Linked DNA regions of Astyanax mexicanus: region 2 is linked to region 1. The links are chromatin contacts, called in public Hi-C maps. All regions are on one chromosome and are shown on one strand. Each heading gives the region's core, a stretch centred on a gene start, on an enhancer-like site or on the middle of the called end of the contact. The rest is flanking DNA. Distances are from core to core; before and after follow the strand shown. Region 1 holds the start of usp24 (ubiquitin specific peptidase 24). Region 2 holds the start of plpp3 (phospholipid phosphatase 3).

Evidence for each region. Hi-C and Micro-C count contacts between places; a contact is called where the count stands out from the background.
Region 2: a Hi-C map of muscle shows a contact between it and region 1, with 19 times the contacts expected there. The contact joins the promoter of plpp3 here to the promoter of usp24 in region 1. A contact is called at or near these places in 2 of 3 Hi-C or Micro-C datasets (both in muscle).

The regions. Positions count from the first base shown.
Region 1 is chr1:61,270,218-61,276,072 of AstMex3_surface, reverse strand. usp24 (ubiquitin specific peptidase 24) reads left to right here and starts at 3,605. Exons shown (of 66, transcript XM_049481394.1): 1 at 3,605-4,014. The coding sequence starts at 3,733. It overlaps bloc1s2 (biogenesis of lysosomal organelles complex-1, subunit 2), which reads right to left and starts at 2,411. Exons shown (of 5, transcript XM_007260662.4): 1 at 2,216-2,411; 2 at 1,719-1,835; 3 at 1,175-1,294; 4 at 839-943; 5 at 1-18. The coding sequence starts at 2,381.
Region 2 is chr1:61,607,448-61,613,563 of AstMex3_surface, reverse strand. plpp3 (phospholipid phosphatase 3) reads left to right here and starts at 2,328. Exons shown (of 6, transcript XM_007260661.4): 1 at 2,328-2,983. The coding sequence starts at 2,845.

The DNA.
Region 1 (5,855 bases), core at 2,356-4,855:
GTTTCTTGAATTTGGCCTCTGTAATTAAAAACAAGTCACAAAATACAATTAAATTACAACTCTTTACAGCAAATGGCTTTCCAGTAGGCCTGTCACAATAACATTTTTTTTGCGAACAATATGTTGTGCCAGAAACCATTGCGATAAACAATATTGTTGGCATTTTAAGATCAGTAAAAGGCAATAATATACTGATGACCTAATATCTTAACAAAGGAATTACACCCTTTTAAAGACAATAAACGTTCCATTCCTATTTACACATAGGTTATAGTAGTATAGTATAGTATTCTTCGATGCAAACCAGGAGCTGTTTGGTGGAAGTTTGTTGCAGTCATTGAATCAATGGTCCTTATATATACACAGTATAAGGCAACACAGACCAAAGGGACACTTAAGTTACGCAATTAGAGCCGCACTGGGGCGTTACTATGTTTTTTGAAGTTAGTTTTGGGTGTTGATGAAGGGCATTTTTCCTAATAAAAGGTACGTTTTGAGTTCATTCATTATAATAATAATAATAATAAAAAATTAATGACTAAAAATATATTGAACAAATCTGACCATATATGAAAACACATACTCAAGTCATAATCAAATCTGCATGGTCCAATCTGAGACCATATTTGGAACCTGATGGGAGTGATATGTTTAGTCCAACTGCACCATCTAGTGGTACAACTTGAGAAAGGTATAATTTCAGACAAGTTTAGAGCTCAACTCATGCATGTAATACTAGTCTGTGTATGCAGAAAAGTCAGTTTAAAAAAAAAAAAAAATCAGTAAGAGATAAGGTACATTTGGAAAAAATAATGTCTATGTGCCCTACTGCACTCACCCAGTTTTTTGGAATATGTGTCAAGTTTATATGCTGCCTGCTCCAAAGCTGTTACTTGTTCCTCAATCTGATTAATCTGGTCTAGATATGGCTGCAAGCTGGCGTCTGTAAAATAGAGGAAAAATTTGTAAACTGAAAGAAAATGATAAAACAGTGTCTAAATGATGATCCGTGAATTAAAAAAAAAAAAAAAAACACAAATAAAACATTCCAATAATTATTATAGAAACTACATTGCCATTACAGACAAACATTAGAATTTCTTTAATTTACTTTCTTTACTGATCTTGTACAATGAATTAAAGCAAAGCACATAAAAATGTCTCAAGGTCTTACATTTCTGATTGAGATCTTGTAGGTTGCGGCTGATGTTAATTGATATGTCCTTCATCTCCATGTACTTCAGACTGGTGAGTTTGTTCATGTTCTCCAGAAGTTTATAGTCTTCACATGTGGCTGGTTACAAAGATTTAAATAAAATTAAATATGTAAATACATATTTTAGACAGAGATAAATTTGACACCGAGTGTACAACAACTACCATTTACCTTTTGCTGTTAACTGACAATACAGTGGTAGCAAAACTCATTGCTTATGTTTCTCTTTATTATTATCATCAATTTAACTAGCTTAAATGTTGTACTATACAAGTACATACTAAGGAATAGATACCATGTTTGCAGTTCTACAAAAGCAGGCACAATGAGTGTTCTCCAAGATTTCCCAACACAGCTCCTGGAGACAAACCTCCCTGCACATATCGGTACTGTGCCTGATTTAACCCACTTGATTTTAGATAAACATTTGCCTGTTCAACAAGTAACAGTCAACCTGTTCATGTGCTGCTTAATATAGCATAAATGCAGATCATGTGTTTACCTGTGAGTTCTCCTTGAAGGAAAACTGACATTTTGTCAAACATGTCTCGGCAGAGTTCATTTATGTCCGGCTCAGCAGGCTCAGTTGCCTCTTCAGCAGTTTCCACACCACCGTCATCTGCAACAGACGTGTTCAGAAAAGGATCAACATCAGTAAGAGGAAAAAAAAGGAGGATTTAGTTCTGCTGGGGAACTGTAAAACCACTAGCCAATGAAGAACCAACTCCATGCAGCTCTGGAAAAAAATTAAGATACCACTTCAGTTTCTGGATCAGTTTCTCTGATTTTGCTATTTATAGGTATACGTTTGAGTAAATTGTTATATTTCAAAATTATATTCTAGTTGTATATGACGGATCACCAACAAATAGAAAAAAAACACTAGCTCTCAGCTAGCTAGGTACAGAACAGAAACCACAGCTATAGTTATTTGGTAGCTATGGTTAGCTCTGGGTAGCTGATCTGCTAAGAGATGAACCGTTAAAGTGAGCCTCTCACTGTTGTTGGTGGGTCTTTTAGGCGCCGGTGCTGCAGTTTCCGTGTCCCCATCGCGCCCTGCGTCCTCCTTTTGGTCCGAGTCGCTCCTCAGACTGAGCACAGCCGGTGGTGCAGGTACTCTAATGATACTGTCCATAGCAGCTGCCTTCTCTCCTGTAGCCGCCATTTTATCCCCACATCACATGACTGGACCCGAGAAACACGTGACTCTCCACATTCTTCACGACCACACCCTGACAGCAACATTTAATACACATATCAATATATTTAGAGCTTCATTTTACTATATTTATAATATGCAAAACATGTGTATTATATAAAATAATATTAATAAATATTGATATAAAATAATAACACGATAACATCACTTATATAAATATAATCGAAATTATCTGGCAGTGTGTGAACAGTATTTAGTTCAGTTTTGAGTACTTAGCGAGTAAAGTCATTTTACTGGTATATTTACTACACTGTAAATACTGGAGGCGTGTTTATGAGGTGATTTGCTTTTATTTATATAAAATACACACAGCAAGATTAGCAACACGCATAACTCCGCGGACTCCATATCAGCAGGGATTTTTTGTTTTTCAAAATAAAAGCCCCCCTCATCACTACCCGCTTTCTGCAACTCAGTAACGCAGACATTAGGGGAAAAATTATAATTTAATGTTGGAGCAGATCTGACTATTATGTATACAAAATATACAGTTTATTAATGCATATTAATTAACATGTGTTAAAGTTCAATGGAGGTTAATTTTTTATCCATAATATCTTATACAAAAAATAAAATATACAAACTGTAGAAAAGATCAGATTGACTAAGATATTTTGTTTTGTGTGTTTTTTTTTCTTTATAACGAGTAATATAAAAGGATGAAAAAAAAAGTATTTTGTGGACGATAAACATGTCTTGGTATTAAACTACCCACAAATCCAGGGACTGGGTAAAATTCCTTTAGGAAAAAAAAATCATGTAATACATGTGTATGCATATTAGGCAAATAAATTACAAAGAAAGGGCATGCTTTCACAAATCTTACAGGATATCTGCACATTCCTACAGCACCCCCAGGGCTTTTCATCAAACCTGCAACATATCATACATTTTTCCAGTGCTGATGAAATAATTAAATGTTGAGGGTTCGTCAAAAATATATGCCCAGCCTTTAATCATTCTGGAGTTGGCTTTATTGGTCCTTGCTGTTGAGAGTCTAATAGTATGTTTATATTCTGCAAATCTAATCTTAATGTTTTTTTTTATATACATTATATGCACACATATTTCTAATATGCACTATATACACATTGTGACGGTTTTTAAATTCACACAGGTCTCTCTCTCTCTTTTTCTCCCTCCAGTGCCTCTGCTGGAGGATGATGATGATGGGACTCCTCTCTCCATCGTGACAGGACAGGACACACCACCGACTGTAAACATGGCGGCGTGCACAGCCAGCGGTCTGTGCTGTTCGCCTCCTTACTGAAGTCCGGAGGATCCGCACACTCGAGCCATGGAGACCGAGGAAGAGCAACACATGACCACGCTCCTGTGCATGGGCTTTCCAGACCCGGTAGCCATTCGAAAAGCCCTTCGCCTGGCCAAGAACGACATCAACGAGGCTGTGGCTTTCCTCACCAACGAAAGCCCCGGACTCGGCTATGGCTACGAGCCGATGGAGAGCGGCCCCAGCCCGGGCTCGGGGCAGGGGGGAGACGGCGGCGAGAACAGCGGCAGGACCGGGACGGGCGGTTTTGACCCTCCGCCCGCTTATCACGACGTGGTGGAGAGCGAGGTAAGACCTCGGCGCTGAAGGCTTACAGAGTCATGAACAGGCGGGCTTTAGCTGCAGCCATAGCTCGCAGTGAGCTGAGCTAGCCCGTTAGCATGACCGCTCATCTAAGCGGTAGTGAGGCTAGCCTAGAGGACCACAGTGGAGCGAAGGGCTCAGAGTGGCTGGCTGTCAGAGAGGCTGGAGGGAAAGTGGCGGCAGCATGCTGCCTGCCGGCTAACGAGCTAACACAGCTAGCTTTAGCTAAACACACACAGTTTAACACGAGATACCCACCCAACACTGGGCAGTTAACATTAGGAAACGTTAGGTTAAATAATTTCAGGTGGTTAACTAACTAACCTAGCTAGCTTAGCTGTGTCTAGCAGCTGAACTCTCTTGCCTCCTGTAAAAAAGATGCATTTGAACATTAGGTTTTGCTGTGTTAATAAATTCAGCTGGGCAGCCGTTTCAGTGAGAGGTGCACTGGCATTTAACACAGTAGTTAGTTACTAGTAGTAATAGTAGTAACATGGCTTAATAGTTAGCTAGCTAACCAGTAAGGTCTGGGGGAGGGGCTCTCACTCTCTTACGCGTGTTAGCAAGCAGATATCTAACCTAGGTTAGCTAACGTTAAGCTACTGGTTAGTGGTTGTGGACCTGTTGGATCAGTGTGAATGTGTGTGACACAGCTAGCTAATAAAGCTAAATGAAAGCCCACACAGCTCCCAATATACCATGCTAACTGGTTAGCCAGCTAGTGGCTATATCACGTATTAGCTTACCCTGCTAGCCAGGTTAGCTAACCTAGCTAATTAACGCTGGTTAGTTAGTTAGCTGTCTGCTAAGCAGCAGTGTGTGGCTGTGAGCAGGCGCGTTAGCAGGCTCTAGTTAACTATGTTAATGATTTTAATCTGGCTGCTGGGTTATGAAGTATTCAGCAACCACTGCAGCCGGCTCGTCGTGCTAATAATGTTCAAGACTGGCCATGTGTGAAGTGTCAGAGTCTCATCGGTTGAATACGCCTTATATATATATATATATATATATATATATATATATATATATATATATATATATATATATATATATATATATATATATATATATATATATCGTTACCTACGGCATGCTTGTTTAAGAGAGGAATTCGCAAAACCCGGACTGTTGGTAGACCTAAAACTAGGTTAGCTAGCTAGTTAACAAAACTAGCTTAGTTAACGCATGCTGTTCATAAATTACACGACTTTAAAAAGACTCTGAAAAGACTTTTTAACAGACTAAAGTCTGACACCCTCTCACATCTAAAGACTAGTCACAGACTTTTTACTCACAGACAAAGATTTTACAAAGACTGCAGGATCAATATTAAGATCAATATAAGATTATTTCTGATATTGTTTCCCATCCTGCTTCTGGTGGAGTGTACATATAATGCATATTACATATTAAATTACAAATACTCTGTATATCAACACTGATTTATCAGAGACTCACAACCTTTGTCCCCATTAACAGTTTATTTTTCTGCTACACTTTTAGTTCTTGACATAACGTTATTTTTATAGAATACATTTTGTGTTCAACTCTGCCTGTAAGCTTTCCCTCCCTTTTTTCTGATAAAACCTAGTATAGCAAAAAAAAAAAAAAACAGTTTCGCTGCTATACATTTGCCTTTGTTTTAGATAGAATTAATGCAATGAAGAACATCATTCTTGCAAAATGTGTATTTAATAAACTTGTTTGTATCAAAAAACACTGCACAGTAACAAAAAGTAGTGCAAATTAAAATACCTTTAAATATGATTACTTTAAAGTGCTACCTGTGTATATTGTCCTGTACATATAAGTAAGAATCATATAAG
Region 2 (6,116 bases), core at 1,079-3,578, 340 kb before region 1:
GAGGTCTTGTTGAGCCCATGCCTCTCATGATCAGAAATGTTGTGGCGGCGCAAAGAGTACATAATCAGTATCAGGCTTGTTGTATTAATGTTATAGCGGGTCACAGTGAACCGAACCTGGACTTGGAACAAAAAACATCAGACTATCCATTAAAAGGCTGAAACTAAACAAGACGCTTCTACAAGATACAAAATATACTTCAAACCTTTTTGGTGGACTTCCTGAACATACAAAACATTTTAAATGATCAACAACAAACAGCCTTGTGTTGTGTATATTAGTGGACATCTGTGGAGAAGAGTGGAAATGATTTCCAACTACAGCTGGAAGACTTTTAACTTCTACGAAAACTGTGTGATTGTGTAAAAGAGTTTGTATAATATCTGTTGTACCATGCAGAATAAGCGTGTATAGAAGATAAAATGTACTGATGTGTATTATATTTAGTAATGTAACCAAAAAATGAGTGAGTTAATTTGATATAATTTCATAAAAAGCAGTGTCAGTAATATTCCAGTTGTGAACCATTATGACCACTAGATGGAGGAGTAGGATTACTACTGAGAAAACCAGAGGCGAACATTTCAGGCAAAATACCACTGACTAGTTCTGTATAGAGAAACCACAACAGTACTATCTGCTCTTGCCTTTCTCTTCTCCTCCCTCATTTCTATATCGGTGAATGCAACAGCATGTTGGGTTTAATTATTTTATTCACAATGTATTTTAAAATATTTTAAAAACTACTATATCATTCTTATTATGCAGCACAATTAAAAATACTAGTGCGTTAGTATAGATAAGAAAAAGAATGACACAATGCAATGAAGTACAACACTGCTATCTAGTGGTTGAGGCTTAAAAAGTAGGCAAAATGAACCACTGTCTGACTTCAATCTTTACATTTGAACTAATAAATAAATGTCAATACTGAGTTTTTGAATATGAATTTGCAAACAATATATTGCTATACGTTCATATTGATATTTTCTTACAATACATTAAAAATACATGCTGTACAATACAAAAATACATGCTGCATAACTATCACTTACAACAAAGTTTGAATATATTTTAAAATATGATTGTGTGATTTATAAAACATACACACAATGCAGAGAAAGGGTTCACAATAATACTGCAACAGTAAAACAGTACGAACATTCAGAAATGTGTTGTTTTTTGGTCATTTATTGTTTATAAATACCGATTTGCAAAACAAACTATTGCTATATTTTGATATTGATATTTCCTTACACCTCTAATAAAAATACATGCTGCATAACTACCACTTACAAAGTATGAAGAGATTTTTTACATTACATTACATTTGGCAGACGCTTTTGTCCAAAGCGACTTACAATAGTGATGTACATTTAGTAATAGAAGACATAGAAGTTCAAGGCAAAAAAAACAAACAAAAAAAAAACCCATTTAAGACAGGGCCCAAAGGAGGCCAAAGGGAAATAGTGGGATAGAGGAGGGAAAAAGAGGGAGCAGAAAATGAGGTTAGAAGTAGTAAGTGCTCTTTGAAGAGCTCAGTCTTCAGGAGTTTCTTAAAGGTAGCGAGGGACTCTTAATTCTCACACTAAAAGCTGACGGGCTCAGTCAACTCTTGAGAGCTGCTCGCTTTGTTAACTATGAAACAAAAGGACCTTTTGGCCACGCCTTATTGGCTATGATTTAATTAACTCGTTCCCTCGCCTTAATTATCTGGTTCCCACGCCTTAGGATCTCGTTTTCATGCCTTAATAAGGCATGGCCACGCATTATTATTATTTTTTTTTTTTTTTTACATGATGTCACTTTAGGGGCTCCGTAATAAAACATACACACAATGGAAAGGGTTCACAACAATTTATAGCAAAACAGTTTATAAGATCAAGGAATTAAAACATGTATTAAAATTTCATCATCAGAATATGAAGAAAAGTGTGTGTGGAGCTTTGTTAGACGTCGTTAAACTCGGGTATAAAGAATATATTGTTCAGAATAGAAGAGTTCAGCTCTTCGTTTGGCGTCTTTCTTTCTTTCTGTCTCTAACCTTCTCAGTGCTTTATGACCGCCTGTATTCCGTGTAGCCCCGCCCTTCTGCGCAATGATTGGCTAGGCGATTCGAGACTCTGCTCCTGATTGCAGCATTGCAGGAGCTACCAGCCAATCGCAGCGCGGACAGTCAGAAGGACACGCTTCCACTCCACTCAGTCTCAGAGCGAGAGGGCGGGGCCTGCCTGAATACGGGTGGCAGGAGGAGCGCGTGCTGCAGGCTCGGAGCGTAAGGGCTGAGCATAATAATAAGCATGCAGGTGGGTCTGGAGGAAGGGGGCTGAGCCTGCTGAAGCTCTCTCTGCTGCACACGGAGAGAGAGAGAGGGAGAAGGAGGAGGAGGAGGAGGAGGAGGAGACGAGGGAAGGGAGTCTTAAAACTGGAGTTGAAGCTCCTGCGCTTTTTAAAACGCCGCTCTCGCTCTTCTCCCCTCAGAAAGCCCTCCAACACTAGAGAAGTGGACTCAAGTTCTCCTCCACTCACTGACTTACTGACTGAAAACACACACTGACCGGGGGGCTGCTGTCTTCATCCCACAGACCGAGAGACGGTGACCGTGAGGCGGGTTATTATTCACTCTACACACCGGTTCAACGGTTCAACATTCAGCAGGACTTCACTCCTCCTCTGAATATCAACTTTTAAGGACTTTTTCTCCTCAAACGAGCCGGACCTCGCCTCCCATCTTACCTTCTACATTTATCTATCTTTTTATCTGAGTGACTGACTGAGTGAGCAAGCTGAGTTTGTGCTCGTGTGGACTGAGGTTTCTGTACAGCAGGAGGACGGAGCTCTCACATGCCAAAATACATGTATGAGAAGGCGATGGCACCCGAAACAAGAAACGGTGGAACTGCGACGTTAAATAGCAGCACTGGCATGAACAAGAGCAAGAGGAAAATTTTAATAGCTCTAGACATCTTCTGCCTGCTCCTAGGTGAGTCTTTAAACCTGCCTCATTTCCCCTTTTTTCATCACTGTTAATCTAGCTAACCTAGATAGATTTACTATCAACAAAACATTTAAAATATAAAAAAAAGAGAACAAAAACAGCTTTAGCCATTCATCAACAAGTCTTACTCTAATTCTACTGTTTTGTGACATGGTGTTAGCCTTACACTCTCAGAAAAATGGTACAAAACTGCTAAACTGTTTGCTAGTTACTCATGTATACAGTGCATGTAATGTTAACTAGACAGTTAACTAACCCTCTATGACATTAATAATATTTTGAGAGAGAAAAAAACTTTTTTCAGACCCTTTTATTTATTGAAATGAAAAAGAAAAAAAGAAACATGTTTTCGTAAGCTTCCAACAAGAAGAATGTAAAAACGTATAAACATTTTTTATTTATTTATGTCTCATTGTATTGGACGTAGATATGCCTTGTAAAATTATATTTAAAATAAAATAATTAAATAAATAAGTAAATACATACATAAACAATAATTTATGCTATGGTATAGAATGGTGTAATAACAAATAAATAATGATGGTTTGTTGCCTCATGCCATAAAGGGTTAAGAAACATAGCTAGGTTAAGTTATTGAGTTGCACTTGTTTTTCCCTATTTTTAAGGGACGTATATGGACCTAAAATATCTTTCTGTACTTTTGACAGCACATTTAAACAGTTTTAATCAGTTTTTATCAGTACAGTACCCTTTTTCTGACAGTGTCCTCCGTGAACCGACTGCAAACAAAGCAATAAGGATATTTTAATCTCTCACTCAAGCTTAATTTCCCCCAAAATGCAAATCCTCCAAGCTCTCCCATTTATTACCCTTGTTTAATTCAGCCTGTTTTACATCCTTATCTTTTTAAACAGAAGTAAAGTACCGTTAAACCCTCTTATCTCACAGGAATAGGGATGGGCACAGATGGCACCACTATTTAAACAGTATTGTCCCATTGACTTATTAAAGTGGGTGTGAAAGGGCATGTGCGCATATATCCAGCCTTCATAATACCATCTCTCATTTACATGCGCCGCGACCGTTGAACTGTCACACTGTTCAGTCTTTGTTTACAACTTTTACATGAGCAGCTTCCCAGAGTGTGAGGGGCTGTATTAGACAGGGTGCTTTGCTGGTCAATGCCAAACTTTAATAAAACAAAATAAAGTAAAGAAACTACAGCTAATATGTTATTAGTGGAGGAAACGTGTTAGTGTTCTCAAACTGTTTTTAAAGGATCTAAATGAGTGAACCTCAATCAGAATTGGATCACATTTAGTGGCTGCTTCTCTTGTTGTGTTGACATCTTTGGTATGACCTAGGACTGGACAAAAATTCAGTCAGTATAGGTCACGATGGATTGATAGTAGAATGATTTATAAACCATTAATTATTTTTTATCTAAGTTTCATTGCAAGCCTACATAAATCTATTATGTGAGTCTTTGTCAGTTTTTCTGTGTCTTTTATATAGGTCGTTTTAATTAAATGACTATAACAAATTATCCACAATTAAATATTCTACCTATTATATATTGTGATATCAATTTTGTGAATATTGCATCTTACACAACTTGCATGTGCTACATAGAAGTGAATGGATTAGAGTGGTTGGACCTTAAGCTTTAGAGTAAAGTCCAAAAATCTTCTAAGCCTTGCCTGAATGTAAAATGTCACTTGTGTTGGTAGACTCAGGGATGCTCAGGAATGTATAGTACAGGTGAAATGTGCGTGAAGTTGTTAGCTGTTGATGGCTCGACTTTGTTAAAATCTTTTTGAGTTTTGAGTGTCTGGAAACCATCACAGTGAGCTTTCCTATAGCCAGTGAGTGCTCAGTGCCTGAGGGATTAGCAGAGCATCAGCCCAACGTTTTGCATTCTTCCAAGAGCCCCTCTCCTCAAATCCCCCTTTCACCAGATGGCTCATCTCCTTTCAGAGCATACCACAGCATCATATCAACTTTCTCTCTGAGCCGAGAGGCAGGTTGAGTGCCCCTCTGTCCTTTTGTTTGAGGGAATGTGGAGAAGAATTGCTAAAACGTGTGGTTGTAGAGAAGCAGGGTGAAGTTCTTTGGGAGAACTAAGGAGACTCACCCATAAAAGTGCTGCTAAGCTTTCAACAGGCAACTGCCATAGGAATCAAACTTCAACTCAAGCAGAAAGGCTGGACAGCAGGTGGTAGACAGAAGAATTTCTGCAGTAGTGCATGATATATTTGAACAGTTTGGGCTGTGTTTTTTTGGGTTAATGTAAAGTTTAATAAAATATTCGCAGAAGGTTGCAAAACTTTCCCAGTCTCAAACCTTTCAACCAGTCAGTTTATTTTGCAATATGGAAAAAAAGGGTGACAATGTAGACATCCAGTTTTACAGTGTTGCTTTACAAGGGGGTTTCAAACACACCAAAACAAGTCCTGCTCTCACATGTGGTCCAAATACACATGGAATTGCGTAAAACTGCATATGGAGCGAATCTCCTGCTTTAAACCGACTTCCTTCCCAATTTAAGAGATGGGACTGGCGACGACTGCGCGCATTAAAAGCGGGGCACAAACAAGACATGTTCTTTGTGATGTTAAAGAAAGGGCGGTTGCCCTGCTTTATGTAGTGGGGGTGCTGTGAAAGAGAGGAGACTCTTTTAGATGGGGATTTGGGGAGGGGGCCTGTAAGGTTGTGGGCCACTTGAAGAATGTCTGATTGAATGGGCTTTGTTCACATGGATGCTATGGGAATAGTTCATGCAAGGGCTGGATACTCAGAGAGGGTTCCATCTGTTGTATGGGTGTCCTGCTTTTTATCTTATTTTTAGTGTGGTTTAAGTTGGCCAGGGGAGCTTTTATTTTGTCGTTTAGATTGATTTGATATCTCATTTTAATGTTTTAAAGAGAAAATAAGGGTTTGTGAAGAAAAAATATTAAGTTTTACAAGATTATCCTCATCCCAAAAGTAGTTGGGAAGCCTACAGGTCCTCAGTTAATGTTCTTCAAGCTTCAAGCTTTATTGAACTGATTATACTCAGTTCAAGATGTTATGTAATCTCAAAAAGGCCTGCCTATGTGGTTTATGACACATGAAACAAATAAAACAAATACTACATTTACATGACGTTTTGTGGTGT